Linked DNA regions of Mus musculus: all the other regions are linked to region 1. Evidence: chromatin contacts called from public ChIA-PET, HiChIP or PLAC-seq and promoter capture Hi-C data. All regions are on one chromosome and are shown on one strand. The core of a region is the stretch at or near the end of the contact, and the rest is flanking DNA. Distances in the headings are between cores, read along the strand shown.

Region 1 (4,126 bases), core at 689-3,188:
TAGCTCCACCAGCTGGACACCAAATATTCAAACATATGTGAGCCTAAGATGGTCGTTCCCATCCAAACTCCCACATAGTTGAAATTTAAATGGCTGGGTTGAGGATAGCTCAGTTAGTGTTGGAAGCCGACTCCTAGCAGAAAGCGGCTACCATCTCTGCAGCCATCTTGGGCTGTTTACCTACAGGTGGTGCTTGTCCACCCTGACAAGAGACTGGTTTTCCTAGCAGGCTGGTTTTACAAGAAGCCCACCACAGCTGAACACACTCTGATAACATCTTGTTTTTCTCCTATACATCCTGGACTTGTGGTTAAGTGTCTCCAGCTGCACCCCACCCCAGCTTGTGCTTATATATACCCATAGCTGCCTTACAATAAATGAGACTGGAGACTGGAGACTTGATCAGACAGGCTGTCTTGTCTCCACTCCATTCTTCACATCTCTTGCCCCCTCAGTTCTCTCTCTCTCTCTCTCTCTCTCTCTCTCTCTCTCTCTCTCTCTCTCTCTCCCTCTCTCTCTCTCTCTCTCTCTCTCTCACCCTGTTGTCTGACCCACGGACTGGGTCACGTTAGTATAAGCCCAAAGACCTTAGTTCGATTCCCAGCACCACAGCAGGAGAGGTTGCTTGTAATCCCAATGTTGGGGAAGCATAGACAAGGAGATCCTTGGGGCTCACTTGCCAGTAGCCTAGCTGATGGAGGGGGCGGGGCATGGCTAACATCTCTGCCTTGGAGGTTTCAGTCAGCAGTGATTGGAGTGATTTGTCTGCTCCACCAGGCCTTGGCTGCCAAGAAGTACAGATAGGACTTGTTCAGCCAACCTTTGCTGTCTCAAGATCTTAGATGAGACCTAACTTGCCAGACTCACAGTTTGAAGCACTCCGGAAGTTAGTTATACCGGCTGTAAATCCCCTGCACCGAATTACAGTCGGTGGCTTGGCATCCTCCCCCACCCCACTCCCCCGTTGGTGTGTCTCTGTCCCTGTGTCCCCCAGGGGATCAGAAGGGATCCATCTCTGTGTGGGCTGAGAAAGCAAATATAGAGCCTCCAGGTGAATAGACAGTGAAGAGAAAATGTTTTTTGTTTGTTGTTTTAATTCCGTAGTCTCTTTTTGTTGTTGTTTTGTTTTGTTTTATTTTGTTTTTCGAGACAGGGTTTCTCTGTATAGCCCTGGCTGTCCTGGAACCCACTTTGTAGACCAGGCTGGCCTCGAACTCAGAAATCCGCCTGTCTCCCGAGTGCTGGTATTAAAGGCATGCGCCACCACTGCCCAGTTCGTCTCAGCCTCTTAAGTGCACCATCACACTCGGGCTTTGGAGAAAGAGCATCCTGCTTGCTCAGAGTCTTGTCCATCTGTTTTAAATGGTTAAAGAGACAGTTCTGCCTTTAAAAGCTCTTGGAGGAGACCTGAGTTTGGATCCCAGTACCCATTAGAGTGCCTCAAAATCTCCTTTAAACTCCAGTTCCAGGATATTTGAGGCTTCTGGACCCCCCCCAGGCTCTCTCTCTCTCTCTCTTTTAAAAATTGTTATAGATTTTGTTCTTTTGAATAGACAAATATTGTCTGTTGATGCCTTGACACAGAAGAACACAAGATGTAGACAGAACATTTGCCAAGCCATGTGTGAGGTCCTGGGCTCCACCTCCAGCACCCAAGGAGGAAGGGAACTCACATAGTTTGTGAACAATTTTAGGGGTATAAAGACTGTCTTTAGTTTATCCTCAGAATGTCCAGGACATACAACCCTGCGATTATCGAGATGAATTCCCAGGTACAGAGGGGAAAAGGTCGTTGAAGAGAACAGAACTAGTTAGCTGCAGAGTTTCAAGAGCTCGGAGGTGTGGGTATGGACTGTGCAACTGTAGAGTTGGGGGACTCCCACCTGCTTGTGTTTGAAAGGGAAGCTGGCGAGGGGAGGGCGTGGTTTTCTCTAGTCCTGCCCCCAGCCACTGGGCTGAGGCGTGGCTTTCCTCCAACCTGCTCCGGTCCAACATGGCTCCGCGGTTGTGCATCATCTCTGCAGCGGCACGGCGGCTATTCACGAAGCCGAGACCCCGTGCTGGGGACCTCGCGGCTGCGGGTGCTGTGCGGTGAGAGGCCGACGGGGCTGACTGCGTGCCCGGAACAGGAGCAGGGGAGGGGGCTGGAATGAAAAACAGACTCTCGGATTTGGAATTGAGGGGTTAGAGGCAGAGAGCTACCAGGATGTAGGCCTGAGGCTGAGAAAGAATGGGGAAGGTGAAAAGGTATGGGGATGGTTTTGGTTTTTAAACAGGTTCGTACTACATGTGATTCGACCTCGGAATCTTCTTGCCTCTGCCTCCCAGATAGTGAGGGTGTGCACTACCATGCCTAGCTGGGCAGGTTCTTTGTCCTGTTTGGGACCTGGATCTGGGCTGAGAATAAAAAATGAGGTGAGTGGGAGGGACAGGTTTTGAGCCCTGGATCCCGGACGAAGGCAGAGGATATTGGCAGCCTTTTGCCTGGCCTTTGTGGTTTAGCACGCGCTGGGGTCTTCTGAGCCAGCAGAAAGTTTTGGAAGGAGAGGAGGACTGGGGGTACGGTGGGAATTCCCAAAGTGATTCCGCACCCTGCTTTGTACAGGTGGGTCAACAGAGTGGGGTGGGAGCTGTTCAAGGTCAGCGTCCGTGCCATGTGGAGGCAGCTCTGGATGTTAGGACCCAGGTCTTACGATGCACTCTGCACTTTGTACCACGGCTGGTGGCCTCCTAGGAGAGAGGCTCAATTCTGGCTTTGGAGAGCTTGGCTTCCTTCCCCTGACTGGCTCTGGGCTGCTCCTCCCTCCTCGATGCCACGCCCGGTGCTACCCCCATCTCTGCACCTATCACCCGGAGCACTTCTGACCCTGCTCTCCTGTTTCCCCAGCCCCACACCCTCACAAGTTTTAGGACAGGGTTTGTGCAAAAAGCATTAGCTAAAGAAGTGGAACACCTGCCCTCACACCTGTGGAAAGGGACCTGCGTTACTCCTGCCCCAGCCCAAGAATGTGGCCATGGAGTTCCGTTAGATCGCTGTGCACATTAGGAAAGCACGGATAGAAGAGTTGGGACGCGTGCCCTTCACTTCCGTGCTGGGTAATGAGAGAGAAGCCGACAATGGGAAAAAAGCCTAGAGTGTACCTTGTAAACTCAGCCTTTTCTGGAGGGATGACCTTGGGTAGGAGGAGAAAATAGGATGTGTCTGATAGCCTTGTTTTCTATTGCTAGGAAGAGAACTCAGGAGTTTAGGTATGCTAGGCTAATGTAGTGCTCTCTCCACCAAGTAAACAATGACATCTCCAGCCCTCATTGGATTAAAGAGACCATGCTTATGCCTCAAACAATTTCTGTCATTGTGAGAAAGGATATCCAGAAAAATAATCTTTTATAACATTTAAAAAAATATTTTAAGCCTAGAGGTGGTGCATGACTTCAATTCAAGCACTCAAGGCAATCAGATCTTGGAGTTCAAGGCCAGTCTGGTCTACAAAGTGAGTTCCAGGACAGCCAGGGCTACACAGAGAGACCCTGTCTCAAAAACCAAAAGGAAAAAAAAATTATTTTGGGCCAGGTGTGGCAGCATGCACCTTTAATTCCAGTACTTAAAAGGCAGAGGCAGGAGGATCTCTGGGTTGGAAGCCCTCATAGTTCTACATACCCAGCTCCAAGACAGTTAGGACTACATAGAAAGTCAAACAAACAAAAGTTATTCTGAGGACTAGAGACATGGCTCACACTTCTGAGCACTGGCTCTTTAAGAGTACAGAGGTTGATTCCCAGCGCATGTGCACTCACGCATGCACTGGTTCACAGCTGCCTGTTACTCTACTTCCAGGCCTTCTTCCGGCCTGGTCCAGGTGTGCAAGTGATGCCCATGCAGGCAAAAACCAACACATAACATAATTTAAAAACTACTTTGTGTGCATATGCAAATGAACACTTGTATTTGTGTGTGTGTATGTACATGTACATGTCATATGGTCGGTCCTATGGCACATGTGTGGAAGTCACCTTGTGGCTCCCAGGTATCTAACTCAGGTTGTTAGACTTGGCAGCCAGTGCCTTTACACTGGCCCAAGATCATCTGTTTTTCCTTTATTTCTTCATTTATTGTTTGTTTGTTTGG
Region 2 (4,126 bases), core at 949-3,448, 940 kb before region 1:
AACCTCTCTCTCCAAAAATATTTACATTACGATTCGTAACAGTAGCAAAGTTACAGTTAGGAAGCTGCAACAAAAGTATTTTGATGGTTGGGGGTCACCACGACATGAGGAACTGTGTTAAAGGGTTGCACCATTAGGAAGGCTGTGAGCCACTGCATTTCAGTACCCTGACTTACACAGCCCTATCTCACACACACACACACACACACACACACACACACACACTCGTGCACTAAGGCATCCTGTGCACAGGGTTGTCTAGCCCTCTCACTGACTGACTGACAGGCATTCAGAAGCCTGGAGTCCTCTCTGTGTACTTTAGAGATCAGACCTATTCATTTCATTGCACACAGAGCCTTGGCTGATGACGCAAGTGTGGTGTCCTCACACCACGCCAAGGAGGAAGGAAGGAGGAACAGTCTCGGCTCACTTCACAAAAGTCACAGCATTGGGGAAGGGACCCAATGGGAACTTTGGGACCCAAGCCCCCAAAGTTCTCATGATGGTGAAGGGAGGAACTCTCCTGTGGTCAGGCATTGGGGCTAACAGCTCAAGGCTGAGGTGGGAATCCCTGAGGACTGTCCAGACAGCAACCAGGGACCCAAGGATAAGGAGCTTTAACAGGACATGGCCAGAGAGTCTAGGCACCTATGGAAGGTGCTAGCCTCAGGTCCCAAGAACTGGATCCAGTACAGTTCTGTTATCTTGAGCTGGGGCATCATCTCTCTGATCCGTGCTTAAGGTTTGCCCGAGTTCACCTGAGACCAGATAATCAGGGTACCCGGGAGGAAGGGGAGAGATGAGACACCCCTGCTTTCTGCCTGATCCCCGGGTATGACTGTGCCTGAACCTATAACCTAAAGGTCACAATCACGTTTTGAGAGGTCCCTAGAATCTATAAGAGGTCTCTGGAGGACTATAGCCCTGGGATGACTATCTGGAGCAGTCAGGGAGAACCTTCAAGTACCTGGAATGTTTGCCGCCGCCCCCCCCCCCCATCCATTCCCTCTGGGACTTCTTCCCAAAGCCTTCTAGTCCTTCTAGTCTTTGGACATCCTTTCCCATCCTTCTCTTTGATTCGACGGACCCCCGTGGCTTTCTATTGTTGCCTCAGGGTGACTTGTTTTGCATCACTCACGGTAACCCAATTTGGCACCCCTTTTGCCCCTTTCATAGAGCATAAACCCTAGGAGAGCTGGGACAAGTCTTGTGTACTCCTGACCCTTTCTCCAAACTAAACACCGGGCCTATTAACCTATCTCAGAGAGGCCCCATGTGCACCGAGTAAATGAACAAACTGCTGGATGAACTGGGGAGACCCTGTCGGGGACAGGGGGCACGTGTCCATTCAGCATGCCCAAGCACTAAGGTCCTGTTAAAAACTGCTGTGGGAGACCTGAGGGGCAGGTAAGTTTCTCCATCCCCCACTTCCAGTTTCCAATTTCCCCAATGGACAAGGACAGCCCCCCCCCACACACACACATATATCCCCGCTCCCCTGCCCTTCTCCCCCCACCCCAGGGTCCAGACACGGGTTGGTTACTTACCACAGAATTCAGCAAGAGCCCCAAAGACTCCAGAAAGGAGCAGCAGCGCCTTCAGGAGCTCCATGGCAGGCACAGGTGGGAGGTGGGAGACTCCTGGGTCTCACCTTGAGGGCTTGTCTGACTGCAACTGTTGTCTTGCTTAGGAAGAGGCAGCTTCACTGATTAATTGTCCTTCCAACAGCCGGAAGCACGCTGCTAAATCAGCAGAGAGAAAGGGGGAAAGGTCTGTTATGGGGCAGGAGGCCAAAGAACAGAGGAAGGAAGGAAGGGCAGAGCTGCTTGTCCTCCAGATGAGAACAAAAAGGGACTCCGTGGGGCAACTCAAAGCTAACCTTATCTGTCCCGAACGCTTTAAAGACCCCGGAAGCAGCACAGAAAGCCTGGTGCCTAATCTGTCCCAAGTCTATCTGACAGTGCTCGCCGGGGTCCGCCCTGCCCCGGCTTGCACACCCGCCCCGCGCCCTCCCCCCCCCCCGCCCCCCGCACATCCCAGCCCCCTGCCCACACACACACACCCCACCCCTGCCTGCACACCCGCACCGTTGCTGCTCTGGCTGCAGACATTCAGGACTAGAGTACCTACCGGGTGCACTTCACAGGAGTCCCTGGAAAGTACTTACTTTGACTCTCGGGGTCAGAGCTGGGAAACTGTGGTGATCACGTGACGGAGCTCTCTGGCGTCAGCTGTTCTGCCAAGGAGGCGGGGCAGCTGCTGGACCCGGCCCAGACAAACAAGTCTCAATCAACCAGACACAGCCTGGGTTTCCTTGAGGCGACAGCGAAAGTTGAAGAACAAGTGAATCTAGCAAGTTGCAAAACCTTTGGGAGCAGGGCTGCAGGGCTACTTGCCCTGAACTAGGAACGTCGCTTAAAGACATCTTGGCAGAAAAAAAACATTGCTTATCTGCCCAGCCCCACTGGAGACTCGAAGGATGAATCTAGCAGCGATGGGTGACCTCTCTGAGTTTCAAGTTATTCTCTCTCTCTCTCTCTCTCTCTCTCTCGAGAGAGAGAGAGAGAGAGAGAGAGAGAGAGAGAGAGAGGGTTAAACAATATTATCCTAGCAGCAATTTCCCAGTTCCACTTGTGAAGATGTTGAGACCGTAACATGCCTCTAGTCATCTTCAAATGAGATGTTTGTTACAACTATTTTTATAGCAAACTGTCAAAGGTCACACTTTCAAGAGAATCTATTTTTGTGCCAGGGTAATTATCACAAGCTAAGACCCAACACAGATATATATGGACCTGGATAGCAGTTATTAATTAGCAGTAATTAACGTAATGCATGTGTTGTTGCTGGCCTAGGTCATGTTGTCAGAGAAACTGAAAAAGACAAAGGACTCTATCATAATGCGGGGGTCACATGTGGGGTGCACACCTCTAGCCCCAGCCACTCAGGAGACTGAAGTAGGACTGACTGGCAGCCAGCTTGAGTAACCATGAGACCCTATCTCTTTAAAAGGAGGAAGAGAAGCTGGAAGAAGAGGCGGTGGGGAGCCAAGTATGGCTCTTGGTGCACACCTATATCTAGAATGTGGGAGACTGAGGCAGGAGAATCATTCCAAGTTCCAAGCCAGGCTGGGCTACTGAGACCTCATCTCAAAACTCAGGGAGACATAAGATGGGGAGAAGGAAGAAAGAAGTGAAGGAAGGAGAGAGGCAGGGAAGGGAGAAGCAGTAATTAGCTCGGAGTAAGGCGGGAAGTCCGCATGCACGTGCATTTTGCAGGGAGAAGAGGCTCCAGTGTTGTGGGTGCTCACCAGAGAAGACTGCTCGAATGTGAGTTTGAGCCAATAGAAGTCCTTATTCGCCGGCACTGACTACACTGGGTGTCTGGGATCCCTGCGTAGTCCCTAGACTTTCTCAGGGTGAGCCTTGAAGCACAAAAACCATGTCCTGGGTTGACACATTTCAATTAACAAAAACAGTTAGCCAGAAATGGAATTAGAGAAGCCAAAAAGCAAGGTTAGTACATTCAGACTTTCCCAGAACTGTGGACTTTGATGGGCTAGGTCTTTGTTTTGTTTTGGCAGGTGGTGCTGTCTACATGCTGAGTTTTACAGCCTGAATGATACTTTCATCATGGAGTCAGTTGTGCTAAGGTCACCAGGAAACTGTGCTTCTCCTGAGGCCATGCACTCAGGATAGTGTCCCGATAACTGATAATCTTTGAGGGTTTACGACTTTTTTAAAATGGAGATTTCTTTTTCTTCCCCTAACATCATAGGTTCTCAATCTTTTGCTATTCAAAAACATTTTAGTAAGAATGAAGCCCCCCAGTCTAGTCTGGGCTGCTACATAACTCTGACCACGGCCAGGAGCTGCAAGGAAGGAATTTCTGGACCTCACATTCCACACCTGCCTTAACTTTCCAGTTTCTAAGAAAACAGACTCTCAGGAGCCCTGAGCTGTCCAGACCTGAGGCTGACCTCCCACACAGCCCTGAGCTGTCCAGACCTGAGGCTGACTTCCCACACAGCCCTGGTGGTTTTGAATGTCCACCAGAATCTCCTTGGTTGACCTTTGACTCAACCCCACCTTCCCTCTGACCTTCAGTGACCTTTGCCCATGAAAAA
Region 3 (4,126 bases), core at 710-3,209, 910 kb before region 1:
TAGGTTTGGCCTCTCACTATATGTTCAGATGTGTATGAATAAAGTTGACTGGTTGTTTTGTTTTAGTGTTTTTGTTGTTGTTGTTTTGACAGGATTTCCCTGCATGGCCCCCACTCTCCTGGAACTAACTCTATAGACTAGTCTGGCCCTGGACTCAGAGATCCTACTGCCTCTGTTTCCAGGGTGCTGGGAATAAAGGTGTTTGCCACCACGCCTAGCTGATGTTTCCCCTTTTTAAAAGAAAGAGAAGTGCTTGCTAAACCTAAAACTGCTAACTTTTGTAATGCTAGGCTGACTGGCAAGTGAGCTTAAGGGATCCAATTATCCCATGTCCAAATTAGTGATTCCCTTCTCTCTCCTACCAGATCTGGTATTACAGCCCCCACTGCAACTTTTGTTTTGTTTTCTTGAGACAAGGTTTCTTTTGTGACTCTGGCTGTCCTGGACCGCACTCTGAGGACCAGGTTGGCCTAGAACTCAGAGATTCACCAGCCTCTGCCTTCCGAGTGCCTGCACACAACTTTTTTTTTTTTTTTGGATTTTGGTACTTTATTTTAGTATAAATATATATTCAACATATGGAAATCACAGTTTCTTTTTTAAAGAGATAAATATGCTTACTGTATCAAGTATACAAAACCACTCTTATAAATACTGATAAAGAGAATGTTCATTCTTATTAAACTCATCTTTCAAAGTTACATTTCAGCTATACATGACTTTAAGCAGAAAACCAAGAATTTTTTTAACATTTTGAAGTAAAAGTAATAAAATTTAAAGGAAATTGATAAAAAAGTCATAAATTTTAACTTTTTTATAAACATGAAATTACCACCTTTAAGACTGACTTAAACCTATCATCAGATCTCATAAGTTTAAAAATTATCTTTATAGATGGAATGATATGTTTTAAATGTGCGCACAACTTTTATGTGTGTGTTGCAGATCTGAACTCCATATCCTTATGCTTGCATGTCAGGAATTCTGTCCACTGGGCCATCTCCTCAGTCCTGTTTTGTTTTCTTGGTTTTGTTGTTTTGAAACACTATCTCTAGCACAGGCTGGCCTGAAACTTGTGCTCTCCCAGCCTCAGACTCCTGTGTGCTGGGATTACAGGCACCACCATCATGCTATGCCTTCCATTATTTTTCTTTCTTTTCATTTTTGTTTTGTTTCGACAGTGCGTCACTCAATACCCTCGCTGTCCTGGAACTTAGCCTCGGACTCACAGAGATCCGTCCCTTCTGCCTCAACTCATTCCCCAAATATAAGCAGTTCCTTAGACCCTCTCCGTGTCCGTGGGAGGTCAAAGGTCGGCCTTTGCTCTATTTTATTCTAACTTGAACAAACTAGGTGCAGCTGAATCTAAGGTCAACAAGGCAAAATCTGGTCAGCTGGGTTTACAACGCCTAGCAACCGTTGCCATGACAATTGAACTCCCTTAAACTCACTGGCCTAGCATTACAAAAACTAGTAGCTTTAGGTTTAGTGAGCATTTCTGTTTTTGTTTGTTTGTTTGGTTGGTTTGGTTTTTAAAGAAAACATCAGCCAGGCGTGGTGACACACATCTTTAATCCCAGTACTCTGGAGGCAGAGGCAGGCGGATCTCTGGATTAGAGGCCAAACTACAGAGCTCTCTGAATCCCAGAAGGCTCCGGGCTGTCTGTCTCCCATCCCTTCAGTCCTGCTGTATCCCAAAATGCACTGGGGCTCGCGTGCTCAAACAACCGTGTCTAGGGTGCTTATAAAACTGCCTAAATTTCCATGTTGCTTTAAAGCTTGTCTATAGATTTTGGTAACTAAGAAAAGAACTGAAAGAACTACCACAATTGTTGAGCTTTAGAGAATTTGGTTGTAAATAACGAGGTCGCCAAAAGCACAACTTTCTCTGGATTTGTACAGGCATATTTTCAGACAGCCCTCAGCTGGCGGCGTGGGGTCCTTCAGGGCCCTAGGCAGGGCACGTGCGGGAGGAAGTAGCTCTGGTGTTCTGGCTGCCTTGAATTTCTCAACGTGGAGCTATGGGAGGTCTGGAGAAGAAGAAGGTGAGTGAGTTCCAGCGGAGGTCGGAGCTCCGGCTTTATCACTTTCCCTGGCCTCTGGGGACCGAGAAGTCTTGAGACGGCCGCCGGAGCGAACCTTCTGCACGTAGGCCCCTGGAAGCCGGGAAGAACTGTGACGGGCTTTCTGTGGAAGGAGTTGTGGAGACAGGCGGAGCCGCCAAAAGAGTGATCAGTGACCAACGGGACGTAGAATTCATTATCAAGACTTGGGACTTTCTTAATTGAGCCAGGCCCGGTCCTAGGTACTGGGAATTGAGAAGTAAGCAGTCAGATGCGGCCCCGCTTTCCCAGTGTCAACTTCAGATAAAGTGGCTAAGGGTTTTTAAGTGCGCTCCTGAGAAAGGGAGGGAGGGAGGAGCAGTAGAGTGGAGAGTATCAACAGGCGCTTAATCCGATTAGTGTTGTCTTGTAGGTCCTCTTCTGACGTAGCATTTTAGTGGAAATCAGTACTTAAAGAACACTTTAGTCTGGGGCATGAAAATGTTGGGAAGTGTGGATGGTCCCCAACCTTCCCCTAAGAGAATTCTCGGCACTCAGAGAAAGGAGAGACTAATATCAGCGTGCAGCTGTAGCTTCCAGCCGTCTCTTAGCCGTCTCTGTGTTTGATGGTTTATATGGGGTTAGGCGTTGTCACAATCTTATATTTTAGGATGACCCTTTTGTTCCTTTACAGGCTCTGGTTATGATAGTTTTATCTTTAGCAGATGGAACTTGCTATCCGTGTGATATTGGTGGTGCTCAATTCTCAAGGGAGAAAATGACCTTTTTTTTTTTTTTCTTTAGAAAAGGGGAAAGGGTGAGCAGGTTAAAAGCAGAAGTCAGTGCAGTTTTAGCTCTGTTGTCTCAGATTAGAGACAGTTTCTTCTTCCTATGCAACCTTGTTTCCCAAGTTTAAGCTTCTTAATCATAATTAATGTGAAAGCTTGCTGTTTTTCTTTTTTCATTCAGAAGTGCTTAGCAGAGAAAACAGAAGTGAATTCCACGGCCAGTAGGAAAGAGAGGCAGGTGGTGTGCAGGGTTTTGGACAGACAGTAGCATGGCTGTGAGATGTAAATAAGTGAGGTGCTGTCTAGGTGAGGCTGGGGCCGTATCATGTGAGGCTGGAACTTATTCTGAGTGGAGAAGACAAAGAAAGTAAGTGACTTGATCTGAGTTATTCTTGCTTCTGTAAGGAGACTGTGGGTATGAAGTAACTTTGGGATAGGAATGAAGAAGATGAGATGGGCTCAAGTCTTTCCTTTGACTTGCAAGTTTCTGGTAACAATCTGCTTTGTTGTTTTTAATTACTTTTTTTAAAGTTATTTTTTATTTATTTTTATGTATATGAGTGCTCTATCTGCATGTATACCCGCATGCCAGAATAGGGCATCAGATCTCATTATGGATGGTTGTGAGCCACAATGTGGTTGCTGGGAATTGAACTCTGAACCTCTGGAAGAGCAGCCAGTTCTCTTAACCACGGAGCCATCTCCCCAGCCCCTTTAATTACTTTTTTGAGACTATAATTGCATTATTCCCCCTTTCCCTCCAAACCTTTCCATATATTCTCACTTGCTCTCCTTCAAATTCATGGCCTCTTTTTAAAATGATTTTTATATAACATAGTATATATATGTTCCTAAATACATAAATACACCTGCTATATACTAGTGTGTGTGTGTGTGTGTGTGTGTGTGTGTGTGTCAGTCAGTGTGTGTCAGCGTCAGGGTTGACTGTTTGGTATTGGATAGCTAATTGGTCTGTTCTTCCCTGGGTAATACTGTTTCTCCCACTCACAGTATTGGTTGCCTGTAGGGTTCACATCTCTTGGCCTTTCTTCTATCCATGTTAGCAAGTCTGTTGTCCTTGTTCAGCTTATGTTTAGGCAGCCATGTTGAGAGACTTTCTGGGTGTAGTTTCTGACATCCTTGGAGACACAAATCTCAGCAAACTTCCTGATCCTCGGCTCTTGAAGGTTTTCAGTTCCTTCTTCCCCAGTGATCCCTGAGCCTTGGGTGTAGGAGTTGTTCTGTGGATGTATTCATTGGGAGATTGGGCTCCTCAACTCTGCGTTTTGGTTGGTT
Region 4 (4,126 bases), core at 603-3,102, 840 kb before region 1:
TGCGTAGTGAGACCCTGTTTCAAAAAATAAAAACTATGAAAAAATAAAATAAATGCACTTTGTGCGAGTCCACCCTGAGTCCTTTCATCTGAGGAATAGCTCAGCCTGTAGAAGGCTTGTCCTGTGTTCCAGCTCCAGAGCCATATAAACCAGGTGTCCCAGTTAGGGCTACTGTCGCTGAGACACAACAGCATGACCAAGGTAGCTTGGGGAGGGAAAGGGTTTATTCAGCTTACACTTCCACACTGCTGTTCAAGGAAGTCAGGACAGAAACTCACACAGGGCAGGAGCCTGGAGGCAGGAGCTGGTGCAGAGGCCATGGGCGGATGCTGCTGACTGCTCACTTGCTCTGGATTGCTCAGCCTGCTTTCTTATAGAGCCCAGGACCACCAGCCCAGGGCTGTCACCACCTACAAGGGGGTGGGCCATCCCTTCATCGATCACTAATTAAGAAAATGTCCTGCCGGGCATGGTGGTAATGCCTTTAATCCCAGCACTCGGGAGGCAGAGGCAGGCAGATTTCTGAGTTTGAGGCCAGCCTGGTCTACAAAGTGAGTTCTAGGACAGCCAGGGCTACACAGAGAAACCCTGTCTCAAAAAAAGAAAAAAAGAAAAAGAAAATGTTCTATAGATTTGCCAGTAGCCTAATCTGATGGAGGCTTTCTCAAAGGTGCTCCCTCCTTTCTGATAACTTTAGCTTGTGTCAAGTTTATATAAAATTACCCAGAATACCAGACTTGATGGCCCCTGCCTGTAATCCCTTCACTGGGGAGGTGGAAGCCGAAAGATCAAGAGTTCAAGATTCTCCGTGGTTACACAGTGAGTCTGAAACATCTTGGCCTACGTAAGAACCCTGTCTTTTTTTAAAAGTGTATTTTGTATATTTCAGAATATCTGAAGTTATAATATGAACATACATGTATCAGTAGGAAAACTGAATAAAATAGTTACTGTTTCTGGTGCTAAGTCATTGAAATCTGATTTGCCGTTTCTACCTAGCACAGGCCATACTTGTTCCTGACCAACCACATCTCCAACAGACAATAGTCCAAAGGACAGTGAGCCCTTGCTTGGTCACCCCCTACCTAAAACTTAATTTGATCCATGGGACGACAGAGGGGAAAGGTGTCAGTGGCCTGTTTCACTATCTCCTCCCTGCTCAGGTGCCACCTGCTTTGCAGAAAATTCATGCCAAGGCAGCCTGTGTTTTCTCATCCTACCCAGAGAGGTCAGCCTACTCAGTGTGGCTGCCTCCCACCCTCTACCTCCCAGAGGCTCACCCCTGGGCCATCCTGTAGTTCCCGCCTGAGCTGACGGCCTTCATAGAGTGTTGAAACTGTGTGTGCCGTGCCAGGCATTCTGCTAACACAGGAGACATGGTCTTACCTAATCCCTCCTAACTTCTAGAGGTCTGGAGCCATTTGGCAAATAAGGGCTCTCCTGGCCAGCAAACATTTGTGGAGCGCAGCCTGTGTTCAAGGTCGGGGGAGGGGGGCTGGGCTCTCCTTGGGCAAAAGGACTCAGAAGTGGTGACATTTTCAACTCCCACTTGGCTCCGGAAGTGTGTGCTCCACGTACCTGTCCTTAGGTGAGCACTTTCTTAACACCCACTCCCCACACACCTACAGTCCCACCCCCTGAAAGCGCGTGAAGACCTGGAGGTGAGGGCCACTTGCTACCTCAGACTCTCAGGACACCTCTTGAGATCTGGTCACCTCTCTGTCCCCTTAAGGTAGGCTTGATGACCTGGGGCAGACAAAACAAAAGAAAAACAAAAACAGGGGAGCACTGGGTAGGGCGGGGCAGGAACAGGGATTCTCCCTTGGGGCGGGCCTCCCTTGGGGCGGGATCAGCAGCAGACCTGCTAAGTAAAGCCCTGTGAAGGTGGCAGCAGCTGAGGCCTAGCAGAGAGCACCATGAGAGGACAAGTCGGGGACCTGAGCCCGCAGCAGCAGGAGGCTCTGGCCAGGGTAAGGGGTGAGGGGTGAGGCGGGAGGGAAGGCACGGGAGCCAAGCAGAACCCAAGCGGCCCGCATTGGCTACAGCTTTATGCAGGGACTGGTTGGCGAAGCCAGCGCCTCCCGCGCACACCTGGGCTAGGACCTCTCTCTACCTCTGAGCAACTGCCGGTGTGTGTGCGTGCGCGTGTGTGCGTGTGCGTGTGTGTGTTTGCAAGTTTAGCCTTCCAGCACAGCTCCCACCACCCATCCCTGGCCTCTGTTCCCAGGCCAGTGACTTCTGCCAGGCAGATTAGGAGATCCCTGCCAGATTGCAACAGTGTTTGGTTTGGTTTCTGTTGCTCGGGTTCCCAGTCTTCTCCCTATCAGACTTACTTGTTTACTTTTAATTATGACAGAGAAATAGAGGGGCTAGGGGTCTGATTTTTGAGAGCCTCCTGCAGGCTGTACCTGGAGAAGGGAAAGGCTATGAGGAAGGGGAGTCCCATCCAGGTTCTCATTCAACCTCGTTTGAAGGGGAAGCTTAAGAATTGTGACAGGTACTGAAGGTGTTTAAGTCTGGAATCCCAAGCCTTGCGAGACAAAGACCAGAAGATTGTGGGTTCAAGGCCAGCCTGAATTTAGTGACACTGTCTCAAGGAACAAGAGATGAACGGCTTGTTTTGTAGTGTCTCCCATGCGGAAGAACCTTACAGGGAGACATGAGAATCCTGGGTGAAGGAGGGGACCTGGAGATTCAGCCATTAAGGGGTCCTTAGTGGAACAGGAAGGACCCTCTGATGAGACTCCCAGGGCTGATGGTCTCAGAAGGCACCCGGTGCCTCCTGAGTTCTTTTGGAACTGGAAACATGGTCTCTGGGAGTGGACTATGATAGAGAACCCCACCAGCCACTCCTACTTTCTCCACTAACTAAAAGTAACAAATGCTTGCTATGTTAAAACATATAGGAAGAGAAAGGAGGAAGGAGGGGGAGGCTAAGGACGGCCCAGAGCTCTGTACTGCCTTGCCCCGGATCACTTCCTTCCAGAGTCCTCCTGAGCTAGGGTGGGCCACTGTGGTCACACTTCAGACACACAGTCTTCAGTGTGGCACTGTAAGGTGGCTTCTCTCCAGGCTGAGTTAGAAGTCACCTGGAGGGGAGGATAGGTATAGCTTTGTTTTTTACAGGGCACTGGCCCCTTTCACACCCTCCAACCCCCACCCCTGACAAAATTTCCTTTGGCTCCTGAGGATGCAGCTGCTTTCTGGTGTGAATCCTCCCTTTGCCTGCTGGGAGCCAGGCTTCAAACCTACCGCTTGTGTGCACCCGAGAACATCACACGGAATGGCAGAGAGGGGCGGCTATGAATTTACCAAAAAACAAAAAGGCCAAAGAGGAGAAGTTGTTTTTTTTTTGGGGGGGGGGGTCTGTTTGTTTGTTTGTTTGTTTGTAGATTTATTTATTTGTGTATAGGAGCACTTTATCTGCATGTCAGAATTGGGCATCAGATCCCATTACAGATGGTTGTGAGCCACCACGTGGTTGCTGGGGATTAAACTCAGGACCTCTGGAAGAGCAGTCAGTTCTCTTAACCGCTGAGCCATCTCTGCAGCCCAAGGAGACGTTGTTAAATGCACAGCTGCACAGTGATAATCCCAGAGAAGAGACCATGCCAACTCAGGTGGTGTCGGCCGGTCTGTCACAGCAGCTAACTGGAAGTTTAGTCATCTCATAGGCTACTTGTGCAGGGTCATCAGCTGCACCGAGGCTGGCTTTAGTAAACTGCAGAGCACCAGTTATTTCCAGACTGGCCTCTAGGTGTTAGGCTGTAAATGTTAGTATCCGGCATCGTGCATCATCAGGCCCCAAGTGCTCATGTTCCCCTTGCTACAGTGTAGGAATTTCTACCTTTACGTTTGGCCTTTTTTTTTTTTTCACATATTTTTAATTGTGTAAGCAAAGCCAAATGCAGTCCCATGTCATCCTCTGCTGGATTATCATTATTAGCCTGGCGTGGTAGCATACACCGTTAATCCCAACCCTGGGGAGGCAGAGGTAGGATGACCTCTTTGAGTTCCAGGCCAGTCTGGTTTACACAGTAAGACCTTGTCTCAAAATAAAAATTATTATTGCTGCTTTTAAGAAATTTGGGGTATCTAGCCCTGAATGGCTTCAAACCCACCAGAT
Region 5 (4,126 bases), core at 902-3,401, 740 kb before region 1:
CTGGGCTCTCCCCTGTCAATAAAGAATGAAGAAAATGCCCTACAGCCTGATCTTATGGAGGCATTTTTGGGAGTGGGGGTTAAGATGGGGTTTCTCTGCATAGCCCTGGATGCCCTGGATGTCCTAGAACTCACTCTGTAGACCAGGCTGGCCTTGAACTCAGAGATCCAGCCGCCTCTACCTCCTGAGTGCTGGGATTAGGGTGTGGGCCACCATTGCTTGGCTTGGAGGCATTTTCTTAACTGAGGTTCTCTCCTCTCATATGACTCCAGCTTGTGTCAGGTTGATATAAAACTGCCCAGCACATTTTTATATCTAGTTCTGCATGCAAGGAGATCGCATGTATCATGGCACATGTGTGGAAATGTACGTCAAAATATGGATGTGAGTGGGGGAATGTCAAGTCATGGGTGAAGGCCAAAGGACACTGCAGGAGTTGGCTCTCTTCTTCTGTCATATGAGTCCCAGGGATAAAACACAGGCCCTCAGGTCACCAGGCTTTACCCACTGAGACATCCTACCAACCCTATTTTCTATGTAAGAACTTTTTTCATTTTTATTTTATTCTATGAGTGTTGGCCTGCTGCACAGGCATGAAGTGTACCATACACATGCAGTAGCCTACAATGGCCAGAAGAGGGCGACAGATCCTCTGAGACTCTCAAGCAATTGTGAACTCGCAGTCCATGTGGGTGCTGGGAATTAAACCCAGATCTTCTGAAAGAGCAGCCAGTGCTCTAATTACTGATCCATCTCTCCAGTTGCTACACACGTCATTTAACATCTTTTTTTTTTTTTAAAGAGGGTCTCACTGTATAATAGGCTGGTCTCAAACTCCTGCTTTACCCTCCCAAGTGCTGGGATTACAGGCATGCCCATCATAATGTAGTTTTTCTGTCATTAAAAACAAACAAGCCGGGTGTGGTGGCGCACACCTTTAATCCCAGCACTTGGGGGGCAGAGGCAGGAAAATTTCTGAGTCGGAGGTCAGCCTGGTCTACAAAGTGAGCTCCAGGACAGCCAGGGCTACACAGAGAAACTCTGTCTTGAAAAAACAAAAAAACAAAAACAAAAACAAACAAACAAAAAAAACAAGACCAAAAAAACAAACAAACAGCTCTCAAGCACTTGAAATCATCAAAATCGTGTTCTCTATTAAAATGTTAAAGTTGTATTTGAGTCTTTAATTCACATGGTTTTCCTTATGCACGGTGCAGTAGGGGTCCAATTTCACGTCTTTTCCCGGTGGTACCTAACTTTGTTGTGATTTAGCAAAGAGCAAGCCATAGCACCTCCTCCCAGGTCCCCAAGTGCAATACCTCCTCTGACAACCAATTTTACATATGTGCTGACTGATTTTATGTCAATTCCCTGTTTGCAGGCCAGCCGAGCTTCTTCTCTACATCTCTGTCTCCTTCTGGGAATATTTTAGTCATTGCATCCTGGTGGCTAACCAGGTTTCTATTTTCTGTAGATTTTAATATTTTATTACAAAGTGGGAGGGGGTGTTGCAGCTCATTAGCTCTTTGCCCTTTTATCAGGGTACAATTTGTAAAAGGCTCAGGTTTCAGATTGAGCCAGCTACCAGCAACCACAAACCTCTGGGCTGAAGGACAAATTTTCGGACAAAAGCGGAACCTTCTCATTCCAGTAAGCACTGGCGATCATGTTAGAAGCAAGGCAGTGCAGGTTTAGATCAAGTCCATTTTACAGGCGAGGACAGCCCAGTGCTCCGTGCCACTATGGCTCTGCCTGGTTTGTACAGCTTCGTGTGCCCAGCCCTCCTCCCTGCTCCTTTAAAACCATGGCCTCAGTCTCCCCATCTGCTTTCTGTGATTCTCTGCAGCCTGCTCGCTGATCCCATGAAAGAACACTGACCCAGAGGAGGATGAGACATAGCCTTGACAACACCGTAGGTCAATCAGCCCAGACCCTTATACCTCCCTCGCCCCTACATTTCTCCAATCCTGAGACAACCGCACCTATCTCCACTGACAGACAACTTGGTGAGCTCTCCAAGGCTCTAAGGTATTTGCTCCATCGCAGCTCCTCAGGCCTCCTACATTAGGTTTCTCAGGAGCCACCAGGAGGCGCTCTCGCTGTCAAGCACCAACTCAGCCCCCCCCTCCCCGCACCGCCCCCTCCGGCTGCGGCCCCGCCCCTCCCGGTGCCGAGCCCCGCCCTGTCCGGCGCGGCCTGGCTCACTCTGTTCTCCCGGTCCCCGGGACCTTAGACTACGGCCTCGCCACCTCTCCGGTCGGATCATGGGCTCTGCCGATCGCCCCGCGCTGAGGTCGCCTTCGTTGCCGCCCCCTCCCCCATCGCCGCCGTCGCCGCTGCTGCTACTGCTGCCTCTGCTGCCTTTGTGGCTGGGCCTGATGGGCCCGGGAGCGGCGGCGGACGGCAGCGAGCCGGCGACCGGGGAGGGACGGGGCGGAGCCCGCTCAGTGCGAGTGGATGTGAAACTGCCGCGGCAGGACGCCTTGGTTTTGGAGGGCGTCAGAATCGGTCCGGAAGACGGTCCGGAACCTCTGCTGGGTGGCCGCCTGCTGCTGGTGAGCTCAGCCCCGCCTAAACTTGCCATGACCCTCGGATAGACCCCGCTGTCTTCATCCAGAAGCTAGCCCTTGACAGCCCAGAATGCTACTACTTCCCAGCCTTCAGGAGTTGGCAAACCTGACAGCCACATGCCCCTTCCACACTCATTCCCGTACCCGTACCCTGACCTTGCGTGCTTTGTGGCAGACCCGGGCTGCCTCTTCTATTCCCCTTGCCTCCTTCTTTTCATGGCTCCTCGTTACACAGATGGATGTCGTGGATGCTGAGCAAGAGATACCCGTAGATGGCTGGATTGCAGTGGCATATGTGGGCAAAGAGCAGGTCGCCCAGTTCCACCAAGAGAATCAAGGCAGTAGCCAGAAGGCATATCCCAAGGCTCTGGTCCAGCAGGTGCAAAGGGTGTTTGAGGGAAGGGGAGAAAGAAAATGCATTCGAAACATCTGCTAGAGCCAGGCTAACAGGTGGCCTATGAGGAGCCTTTCCAGAGAAGCCCTGGGCCCGAGTGGGTCAGCAAACACCAGTATGGAGCATCAAAGCAGTGTGATGGGGAGGAGGTGGAGAGACTTGCTGGGGAAAGTGGACCTGCTCTGGTGATAGGAGCTGGCAAGGGTGGAGAGCTGCTTTGCTAGGACTAGGGCCAATGAAAAGAATTTTGGATCCTACAGAATGAAAGGAGCATAAGTTTCTCACACACATGATAATGTACAAATTTCTTAAAATCAAGAATATTCTTTATGTAACTATGGTGTAGGAAAGTTAGCATCTATAAAATGTTGTGATCTATGTTCCATAACTAAATATTGCCTTAGTCCACAACCATCGTGTGTTGCCTTTGGCTGTCATTATCTCTTCGGCCTCCAAAACCATCCCTTAGCTTTGGCTTGACTTCAGGGAGCTTATAGCTAGTCTATCCAGATGTCGGGCTCCTGAGAGCTGGGGCCGTGGGTAAGGCAGGTGTGTGACAGCCTCCCACCTTCCGTCTTCCCTTGCAGATGCGTCGAGCCCTTTTCCTGGGAGCCTCTGCCCTGCTTCTCCTCATCTTAAACCACAGTGTGGTCCGAGAGGTAACCTGGCTTGGACTGTGAGGGTGAGCAGGTGAGGGGACAGGGGCCGGAAGCCTGCTGACCCTGCCTGTCTCCTGCAGCTGGATGTATCCCAGCTTCTGCTGAGGCCAGTGATTGTTCTCCATTACTCCTCCAATGTCACCAAGCTGTTGGAGGCCCTTCTGCAGTGAGTTCCGTTTGTTCTGGGTGGTCTGATGCCTGAGTGCTGTGGGTCTCTTGCTTTTCGATGGGCTCTAGGGGAGGAGACTATCTCTGAAGAAGGCCCTTACCTGTTGGCCCTTAAACTCCTAAGGTTGAAACTGGGGGATGGCATGGGAAGGAGAGGCAAGATCTGGGAAAAGAGCTGCCCTATGGGCAGAGGGGACTAGTCCAGCATGAGGAAGCTGGATGCCTGGCTGACAGGCTATTCCTTGGTCTGGCTGCGTAAAAACACGGGCAAAGAGCAGCCAGGAAAAGTCTGGGAGCCAAATCAGAAGGCCTATGGCAACAGTGTCCTTGTGTAT
Region 6 (4,126 bases), core at 930-3,429, 660 kb before region 1:
ATCAGGGGCTGCCGCCAGGGCAAGGTACTGCAGGCGCCTGACACAAGCCTCCACCAAAGAAAGACAGGTGAGGGGAGAAGTGGGCCTCCTTGATAAAGCGCTACTTTCTGTTGGCTGACACGGTCCACATGCCAGGCTGGGCTTGTGTCTGACATAAGAGGAGTTCAATGTCCTCCTCCTCCAAGTGCCACATTTGCACCCAAGCCCCTCACCCAAGTGAGCAGAGGGCGGTGGAGGGTCAGGCAGGTGCTCAGCTACAACCTGATAGTTGGCGGTGAGGAGAACAGGGTGTCCCTGGGAGAGGCCCCCCTTCTGCTGAGGAAGCAGCTTTTCTAGTCAAACAATAGTGGTTGTTCCTGGCCTGAGACCAAGCTGGGCCAGACCATAGCAGGGGACAGGGAGGGAGGGACAGACTCACAGGGAGCTTTTAGGCATTGCCTGGGCCTAGCACGTGTTGTCCTGGTACAACTGGGGAGACTGAGGCTAGAAAGGCAAACGGTTACCAGAGACTCTGGGCAGCTTGCACACTCTCCACCTCCTGCCTCTCACTCCTGTGGTTTCCTACTCTGTTCACACTTGCTGTGGTGAAATGGGCTCAGCCTTTGAAAAGCACCCCCCAACCCCCTTAGTTCTCCAGGGGACAGGCCAGGATGTGACGGCTGCACACTGTTCCATGAGAATTATCTGGAGCTAGCAAAGCCAGGAACAGGACTGAGCCCAGCTTCCTTCTGCCTGTGATGCAGGGTCTGGAGCATCAAGTCCTGCGTGGGCCTGTTGGGTCTTGATCACACCCAAGGCCTGCTTTAAACTACCTTGTTTAAAGCCTCCAACCTGAAGCCGAGTGTCTGGGCCAAACAAGGGCCCTTTGGAGCATGCCCCATCCTGCCGTGAAATCAACCTGTGCTTGCTCGTTTCTGCTCAGCCTTGGGGTTTTCTTAAACCTTGATCACTGGGGTGTCTGCCAGTGCTTAGGGGCCTTCTTGGATCTGTAGCTAATTTAGATGTGTTCAGGCCAGTTGAGTTCTGCAAATGATGAGACGCTTTAAGAAAACTTCAACAGGGAGGTCTCTGGTTTGATACCCAGGGAACCTCAAATACTATGGCCTGTCCCCTCAGTGTCTGAGCCCTGGGCATTCTCACTTCAGGTACTTAGGGTTGTCCCTGGAATAAGATTCAGAATCTAGGGGTAAGGGCTGGAGAGATGGCTCAGCAGTTAAGAGCACTGACTGCTCTTCCGAAGGTCCCGAGTTCAAATCCCAGCAACCACGTGGTTCACAACCATCCGAAATGAGATCTGATACCCTCTTCTGGTGTGCCTGAAGACACAGTATACTTACATATAATAAATAAAATTTAAAAAAAGATTCAGAGTCCATAGTATGTTGCTTAGACAGGAGAGGAGGACCCTTTTTCGGTTCCTCCCCTCAGTGGGGAGCATTCTATTTCAGAAGTTGTTTGACTAAAAACTGCCACACCGGCCAGGTTTTGCTGGTCGAAACAACAACAAGATAGGGTTGCAGTACTATCAAACCAACCTTGGGCACCCCATTCTTAGGGATCTTTAGTCCTTACTGTCCTTGTCAGCTCTGCAGTCCCTGCCCCCTACCCCCGGCAATAAAAGGAAGATAGGCTCCAACTCAGCTGTTCCGCGGGTCTCCAGCCTAACCTCCCCACTCCGGAGATTTATGGACAGCTCTGGCCCCAACAGAGCTCCAGCCCGGCTTCCAGCCTTCCTACAGTCCAGACAGGGTTTTTCTGTGTAGTTCTAGCTGTCCTGGAAGTCACTCTGTAGACTAGTCTGGCCTCGAACTCACAGAGATCTGCCTGCCTCTGCCTCCCTAGTGCTGGGATTAAAGATACACACTTACCACCGCCAGGCTCTGCGTTTTAGTGGCTTTAACCATAAAGCCCACGTGCGAGCCTGGAGGATAGACAGGGAGGGGACCAGGAGCTTCCAGCACGTTCCCAAACCCAACACAGCGGGCGTCCAGCGGAAAGGGCGTGTCTGGGGCGTGTCCTTGAAGGACTCAGATGGGTGAGGGCTAGAAGAGTGGCTTTGGCAGAGTTTGAAGGCAGCCCGCAGCGCCCGGTAGGCAGGGCTCAGGAGGAGGCGTGGCCACTTCACAGTGGCTGTGGGGCGTGGCCGCCGAAGTGTGGATCCCTGGCTGGGCGGACCGGTAGCGGGCGGTGCTTCTTTAAGCCCGGCGCCACCGCATCGCCTCCTGCCTAGGTCTCGCTGGCGGCCAGGCCGGGGCTGCCGTATCTGCGATGGAACTTCACATCCTAGAGCACCGGGTGCGAGTACTGAGCATTGCCCGTCCGGGCCTCTGGCTCTACACCCACCCGCTCATCAAGCTGCTCTTCCTGCCCTGTCGCAGTCGGTGCGCACCCGGGTTCACGAGCGCAGGTCGGGCGGGTGGAGGCTCCTCTGCCCCTCTGGGCCAGGGGCGGAGGACTAGAGTCGCCGCGAAGCAGCGGGTACCGGGTGGGGACGCTAGCCACTCTGGCCATCATCCAGCCTGGGCCTTACCCTTTCTGCGACGCCGCCTATCCGGCCCGGAGGGCCCCGCTCCCAGGGCTTGTCAAGGTGCAAACTGCCTGGAGTAGGCAGTGTAGTGGGGGCATGTGTTCCTTGGCAGGCTGTAGCCCCTTTCTAGTCTCCTCACGTTAACTTTTGAGAGTTGTCCAGGGGGACCCAAAGCCTTCCACTTCTGTGGAATGGAGGGGAGATCCCAAATATGGGATCTAGACTCATTGATCCAAGGAAGAGAGTGAGGCCCGAGTGCGGGTCCGGAAGGCTCCTGGTGGGGGGTCCTTTAGTGCTGCTGGAGCAGACTTCATTTGCTGTCTCCATTCCATTCACTCTAGGCTGAAAGTCTTCCCACCCCTTCCCTCCTCCTAGGTGCAAGTTCTTCAGCCTGACTGAGACTCCGGAAGATTACACTCTCATGGTGGATGAGGAGGGCTTTAAAGGTCGGAACTGGTTCCTTGTTTGCCTCTAAGCAGTATTCTTACTAAGTTTAGGGATCCAGCTTCCCAGAGAGCTTAGACCCCAAAGGAATATAGGTCCGGGTTCAAACCTTCCATCACTCACTGAAGTACTGTGTGGGATGGAGTCGTGACCGTTTGACAAAATTTGTGAGAGTTTTATAAACGTAAAACCCACACGGAGCTGAATATGAGTCCCAGGCCAGCACAGGTGGCCATGGTGTCTCACAGTTTTAGGGGAAAATAAAGGGGTTCCTGCAGCTGTTTTACCCTGAACATTATTTCTTCTTGGACTTGTCTCCCCAGTGGAAAGCAGCCCCTCCCTTACTGGCTTGGGAAGCCTAGGCGGCTGAGAGTTAGGGAAGGAATGCAGGGGCAGGCAGCAAGCCCAGAGCAGGGTCCAGGGCCTCCTGGCTGAGTCTGAGTGAACAACAGCTACCCTGGCCCTTGTCCCTGTTCAGGACTGGGACCGGGGAAATGACTTCTGGCTTCCATGTCTGCCTGCTTGCCCCATCCTCTAAGGCCTGGAGTCTCAAGCTAGCCACCTAGAGTTTGGCTGAGCCTCCCTCCCTAAGGACTTAGATTCCCTGTTCTGTAGGGAAATCTGTCTGCAAGGGAGCTTTCCCATCAGTTGGTCACTGGGTGCCCTCTGGTGGTGCTTTGAAGCCCATGAAGTCCATTTTGCAGATAGGAAACAGACTAAATGGTGTTTGTAATCCCAGCACATAGGAGGCTGTGGCAATAAGATCAGTTTAAGTTAAATCTCAGCTTAATCTACATTGTAAAGGCGCTGTCTCAAAGCAAACAAAACGCCCCAAAACACACTTGTCTCACACAGCAAAATGGTGTAAAAAGAAAAAAGAAAAAGAAAAATCTGGGCCTTGAATCTAGTTGTGAGTTTGGAGTAGTAATGCTCACTGAGAATGCTCGCATGATGCACACCAAGGTAGAAACGATAGGAACCGGCCCTGAGCTCTGAGTCTGTCAGGAAACAGATCTGATGGGCAAGGTTTAAACAGAGAAACTGAGAGGCGGAGAGAGCTGACTAACCAGGCATGTACCTCCTGCCCACAGAGCTACCCCCATCCGAGTTCCTGCAAGTGGCTGAGGCCACATGGCTGGTGATGAACGTATCTCA
Region 7 (4,126 bases), core at 436-2,935, 650 kb after region 1:
CTATGGGGGTATCCCTAGCTGAGATTCCTACCAGAGGGGGATATAGAGACTGAAGTGGCCACCTCCTGTAGCCAGGCAAGACTTCTAGAGGAGAGAAGGGGACATCAATCGCCTTGCCTATAAGAAGTGCAGGGATAAAGATGGAGCAGACCAATATAGCCAACCAATGCCCGGCCCAACTTGAGATCCATCCCATGTGAGAGAGCGGATCCCTGACACTACTAATGATGCTCTGCTAAGCTTGCAGTCAGGAGCCTAGCATAACTGTCTTCCGAGAGGCTTCATCCAGTAGCAGATGGAGACAGATGCAGAGACCCACAGCTAAGCATTGAGTTGAGCTGGGAGTCTTGTGGAAGAGATGGGAATAGAACTGAGCAGTGGAAGGGGGTCAAGGATGCCCCAAGGAGACATACAGAGTCAACTAACCTGGGACCATGGGGGCTCACAGAGCCTGGGCCACTGACAAGGAAACCTACAGGAGCTGAACTTATCCCCCCCACCCCCATCTGTAGCAAACGTGCAGCCTGGTCTGTATGTGGGTCCCCTAACAAGTGGAGTGGAGCTATCTTGGTCTCTGTTCCCTGCCATTGGATCCCCTCCGCCTCCCTGGACTGCCTGGTTGGGCCTCAATGGGAGATGTTGTACCTAGTCCTGCTGAGACTAGATGTCCCAGGGTAGGGTGGTATCAAAGAGGTATTCTCTAAGGAGAAGGGGAGGGAGCAATGGGGGGGGGGGATTTGTAAGGGTGGGACTAGGAAGAGGGGGCTATGATTGGGATATAAAGTGAATAAAAAATAAATTATTGGAAATAGGAAAAGGAAAAAAAATACTAATGTAGGGGTGGCTGTGTAGGTGAAAAACGCCCAGCACCCAGGTGAAAGGTTGGCAAGGCTGAGCCTGATCGTAACCCCAGTGGCAGAGAGCAGAGACAAGCAGACCATGGAGGTGTAATGGCCAGCCAGCATAGCCTCAGGGGCAAGCTTCAAGTGCACTGACTCTTATAAGGCGGAAAGCAATAGAAGAGTACACTCTCCCCCACCCCATCCCATCCCCTGAAACCTATTTCCACCCCCTCCTCACTCCCATTCCCTAATGAAAGGAATACTAAAGTCTGGAGGTATATATAGCTCAGTGGTATCTCTAGTTCCACAGTAAAGGGGAATAGTGGAGTGCTAGAGCATTAGGTTCTGGGGTCTGGCTCCAGCACAGCAAAACAAAGACAACAGTGATAAAAGCTCATACCAGAAGAGATCAGAAATAAGAAGAAAAACGAAACCACATGTATTCTCACTATGCAGACTTTATTTACTAATCCCTTACTACATGCTAGCCAAGGCTCTAGTGTTTTCTTTTAAAGTTATTAATTTATATCAATTAATTTATATGAAATAGGGTTTGATCTATAGCCCCAGCTGGCCTAGCTAGACCTCCCTATGTAGCCCAGGCTGCTCTCAAACTGGCAATAAAGTGCTGAGATTACAAGTGAGTACTACCCTGCTACATTTAGTTTTGCAATCATCTCATTTTCTAAAGACTCATTTTGTGAAAATTTCCCAGGTGTGTGTGTGTGTCCGCTAACCCTAAGCCGGATATGCCACCAGTTCAATTTTCTGCTGTACTGGGAAGTGGGGGGGGGGGGGGGACGGGACGGGGGACGTAGCGCCGGACATTAAAATGGGGTCGGGCTAGGGTAAAACCGTGAGACTCGGTCTGGAAATCTGGCCTGAGAGGACAGCCTGGCAATCCTCAGCCGGGGTGGGGACGTCTGCCGAAGATCCTTGGACTCCAGCAACCAGTGGTCGCCACCGTCCATCCACCCTAAGGCCCAGTTTGCACGGCGGAGAACAGCTGTGCAGCCACGCTGGACACTCACCCCGCCCGAGTTGAGCCCGCCCCCGGGACTACAGGACCAATAAGTGATGAATATACCCGCGCGTCACGGAGCACCGGCCAATCGCGGACGGCCACGACCCTAGAAAGGCTGGGCGCGGCAGGAGGCCACGGGGCGGTGGCGGCGCTGGCGTAGACGTTTCCTGGCTATGGTGGTGGTGGCAGCGGCGCCGAGCGCGGCCACGGCGGCCCCCAAAGTGCTACTCTTATCTGGCCAGCCCGCCTCCGGCGGCCGGGCGCTGCCGCTCATGGTACCCGGTCCGCGGGCAGCAGGGTCGGAGGCGAGCGGGACACCGCAGGCTCGCAAGCGGCAGCGGCTCACGCACCTGAGCCCGGAGGAGAAAGCGCTGCGGAGGTGGGCCCGGCGGGCAAGGCTGGGGCGCGGGGCGGCAGGACTGGGATTGGGACTCTCTCGTGTGTGCCAGCTGGTGGGCTCCGTACGGTGGGTTAGATTCACCTCTAGTGTCTAACCTGGGAAGCGGAGCTGAGGGGGATGCCCCTCCGAAGGTCTGCGTCGGGGGTGTGTGCAGGAGCTCCCGACACAGGCACAGAAGAAGGTGCCCGACGCCCAGTCCTCTGTAAATGCTCGCTCTTTGTGGTCGTAGGGTAGGAACCGCTCCAGCTGTCATTGCAGCCACTTGGGAACCCCACCCTGGGAACCGAGTCCACAGCGTCCGGCATCCCGAGAGTTTGGCTTGGGGAGGGACAGTTGGTAGCGTCCCCGCCGCCTTCACGGATATCGCTCTAGCAAGGAGCCTGTGGGACGGAATTGGACCCAGAAAGTAGCGGGGGAGGAGGGAAGAAGCATATGACGCAACGGGAATGTATCAGCCCGGTGGTAAAATGAGATCCGGGTGGACAGCCGCACGGGAGAGAATCAAGCAAGTCTTCAAGGCCTGTGGATAGAAAGCAGCGTGTGTATGCGTGTGCGTGTGCGTTTTGATAGGAGCTTTAAGCGTGTTTACTTGCTAAGCCTTATTCTGTAAAGTCAACGAAAGCACCAGCTGGCCACGTCTACAAATGAAGACACATGAAAGCTGGAGATGACTCAGTTATGTTCCCTGTCTCCTCCCCAAGGAAACTGAAAAACAGAGTAGCAGCGCAGACTGCTCGAGATAGAAAGAAAGCCCGGATGAGCGAGCTGGAGCAGCAAGTGGTGGATTTGGAAGAAGAGGTAAAGGGACTTCAGGCCATGCTTTCATCCCATCCATATCAGGGCCCATCCTAAACTGCTTCAGCCCTTTAGAATACAACCCAAAGTGCCATTTAAAGTTTAACCAGCCTAGCAGATAGGCCGTGAAAGCAGACGTGACTCACCCTGGCCTGCCCTCCCCTCGGAGATTAGCCAGGTTGGATAGATCATTGGTTGCTTAAGCTGTAGCGCCGCCTGTCTTTGCCAAAGGCTCACTAACGCTGCCCTTCCTTCTGGGATCCCCCCCCCCCCGCGCGCCCCCAATCCTCCCACCCTCTGTATCCTTTCTGCTGTCAGTGCCCTTTTGTGCCCCTCCACCCCGGCATCCTTTTACCCTTTGGGGAGTTATTTTAGTTTCTAAGTTAAGTTTAGTTAACTTTAGCTATTTCTAGCGTTTCTAGGCATTGCCACATTTACGTCCATTTATATGCGCACGTGCGCCCTGGTTTGAGTTTGGGTCACCTCACTTTGTAATACACTTTCCAAATTTATACATTTTCCCTGCTAGTTTCCTTTCTCTATACAGGCGAGTGGTACCTCACTGTGTGTGCACCCCACTTTCACGGTTCTCTGGGCATCTGTGCTCAGCATCTAGGCTGCCACCATTTCTTTGCCATTGGACCACTACCACTTGCACCAACACTTGCCATTTCAAGACAGGATGGTGAATTATTTAAAGATTATTTTTAGATAGGGTCTTAGGTTGGCCTGTAACTCATGGCATGCCTCCTGTTTTACCATGCTGACATTACAGGCAGTGAACCACCTTGCCATACTTTTTTTTTTTAAAGGTAGTGTATTAACACAACTGTAAATTCAAGCTGCAAGTGACCTTTTTTTTTGGCTGAAATCTGCGAGTAGTACTTGTAGGCATTATGTTGTTTCTGTCACCATTGAAAACACTTTTGTTTTCTTCAGAGATTGGCCTTGAATAAACTTGCTTCTCCCGCCTCAGCCTGCTTGAGTGTTCAATGGCATTTTTGGGGGGACAGCTTGATGTCTCCCAGGCTGTGCTCTAACTTGCTGTGTAGCCAAAGATGACCC

Evidence for each region. Promoter capture Hi-C pulls out the DNA fragments that hold promoters and counts their contacts. ChIA-PET counts read pairs in DNA pulled down with a chosen protein or histone mark. HiChIP or PLAC-seq counts read pairs in DNA pulled down with a chosen protein or histone mark. Capture Hi-C pulls out chosen DNA fragments and counts their contacts.
Region 2: a contact with region 1 is called in a promoter capture Hi-C map of adipose tissue, with 4 times the contacts expected there. The contact joins the promoter of Tcn2 here to the promoter of Nipsnap1 in region 1. A contact is called at or near these places in 2 of 115 datasets of contacts at active chromatin or transcription factors (kidney and pancreatic cancer cells) and 2 of 9 other capture datasets (adipose tissue and liver).
Region 3: an H3K27ac HiChIP or PLAC-seq map of embryonic stem cells shows a contact between it and region 1, with 3 times the contacts expected there. The contact joins the promoter of Pes1 here to the promoter of Nipsnap1 in region 1. A contact is called at or near these places in 3 of 39 promoter capture datasets (embryonic stem cells, hippocampal neurons and liver), 2 of 115 datasets of contacts at active chromatin or transcription factors (both in embryonic stem cells) and 1 of 9 other capture datasets (macrophages).
Region 4: a promoter capture Hi-C map of embryonic stem cells shows a contact between it and region 1, with 4 times the contacts expected there. The contact joins the promoter of Sec14l4 here to the promoter of Nipsnap1 in region 1. A contact is called at or near these places in 2 of 39 promoter capture datasets (embryonic stem cells and hippocampal neurons) and 1 of 9 other capture datasets (adipose tissue).
Region 5: an H3K4me3 HiChIP or PLAC-seq map of bone marrow-derived macrophages shows a contact between it and region 1, with 8 times the contacts expected there. The contact joins the promoter of Rnf215 here to the promoter of Nipsnap1 in region 1. A contact is called at or near these places in 4 of 39 promoter capture datasets (the 3T3-L1 cell line, embryonic stem cells and hippocampal neurons), 1 of 15 datasets of contacts at CTCF or cohesin (large pre-B cells), 1 of 484 Hi-C or Micro-C datasets (embryonic stem cells), 4 of 115 datasets of contacts at active chromatin or transcription factors (bone marrow-derived macrophages, embryonic forebrain, kidney and 1 more) and 2 of 9 other capture datasets (embryonic stem cells and macrophages).
Region 6: a contact with region 1 is called in an RNA polymerase II ChIA-PET map of memory CD8 T cells, with 10 read pairs. The contact joins the promoter of Castor1 here to the promoter of Nipsnap1 in region 1. A contact is called at or near these places in 2 of 39 promoter capture datasets (embryonic stem cells and stem cell-derived epiblast-like cells), 2 of 15 datasets of contacts at CTCF or cohesin (embryonic stem cells and large pre-B cells), 2 of 484 Hi-C or Micro-C datasets (the Ba/F3 cell line and embryonic stem cells), 8 of 115 datasets of contacts at active chromatin or transcription factors (T-cell acute lymphoblastic leukemia, embryonic limb bud, embryonic stem cells and 3 more) and 4 of 9 other capture datasets (embryonic stem cells, liver, macrophages and 1 more).
Region 7: an RNA polymerase II ChIA-PET map of memory CD8 T cells shows a contact between it and region 1, with 5 read pairs. The contact joins the promoter of Xbp1 here to the promoter of Nipsnap1 in region 1. A contact is called at or near these places in 1 of 39 promoter capture datasets (the SN4741 cell line) and 1 of 115 datasets of contacts at active chromatin or transcription factors (memory CD8 T cells).

Annotation. Positions count from the first base shown.
Region 1 is chr11:4,872,013-4,876,138 of GRCm38.p6, forward strand. Nipsnap1 (nipsnap homolog 1) reads left to right here and starts at 1,939. Exons shown (of 10, transcript NM_008698.3): 1 at 1,939-2,091. The coding sequence starts at 1,994.
Region 2 is chr11:3,929,846-3,933,971 of GRCm38.p6, forward strand. It overlaps Tcn2 (transcobalamin 2), which reads right to left and starts at 2,199. Exons shown (of 10, transcript NM_015749.3): 1 at 2,131-2,199; 2 at 1,548-1,742. The coding sequence starts at 1,611.
Region 3 is chr11:3,962,016-3,966,141 of GRCm38.p6, forward strand. Pes1 (pescadillo ribosomal biogenesis factor 1) reads left to right here and starts at 1,960. Exons shown (of 15, transcript NM_022889.3): 1 at 1,960-2,045. The coding sequence starts at 2,022.
Region 4 is chr11:4,029,930-4,034,055 of GRCm38.p6, forward strand. It overlaps Sec14l4 (SEC14-like lipid binding 4), which reads left to right and starts at 1,853. Exons shown (of 12, transcript NM_146013.1): 1 at 1,853-1,970. The coding sequence starts at 1,917.
Region 5 is chr11:4,133,009-4,137,134 of GRCm38.p6, forward strand. It overlaps Rnf215 (ring finger protein 215), which reads left to right and starts at 2,152. Exons shown (of 9, transcript NM_027859.3): 1 at 2,152-2,555; 2 at 2,806-2,949; 3 at 3,552-3,623; 4 at 3,704-3,789. The coding sequence starts at 2,265.
Region 6 is chr11:4,216,046-4,220,171 of GRCm38.p6, forward strand. Castor1 (cytosolic arginine sensor for mTORC1 subunit 1) reads left to right here and starts at 2,180. Exons shown (of 9, transcript NM_028022.2): 1 at 2,180-2,381; 2 at 2,903-2,973; 3 at 4,063-4,126. The coding sequence starts at 2,269.
Region 7 is chr11:5,518,956-5,523,081 of GRCm38.p6, forward strand. It overlaps Xbp1 (X-box binding protein 1), which reads left to right and starts at 1,686. Exons shown (of 6, transcript NM_001271730.1): 1 at 1,686-2,245; 2 at 2,968-3,064. The coding sequence starts at 2,040.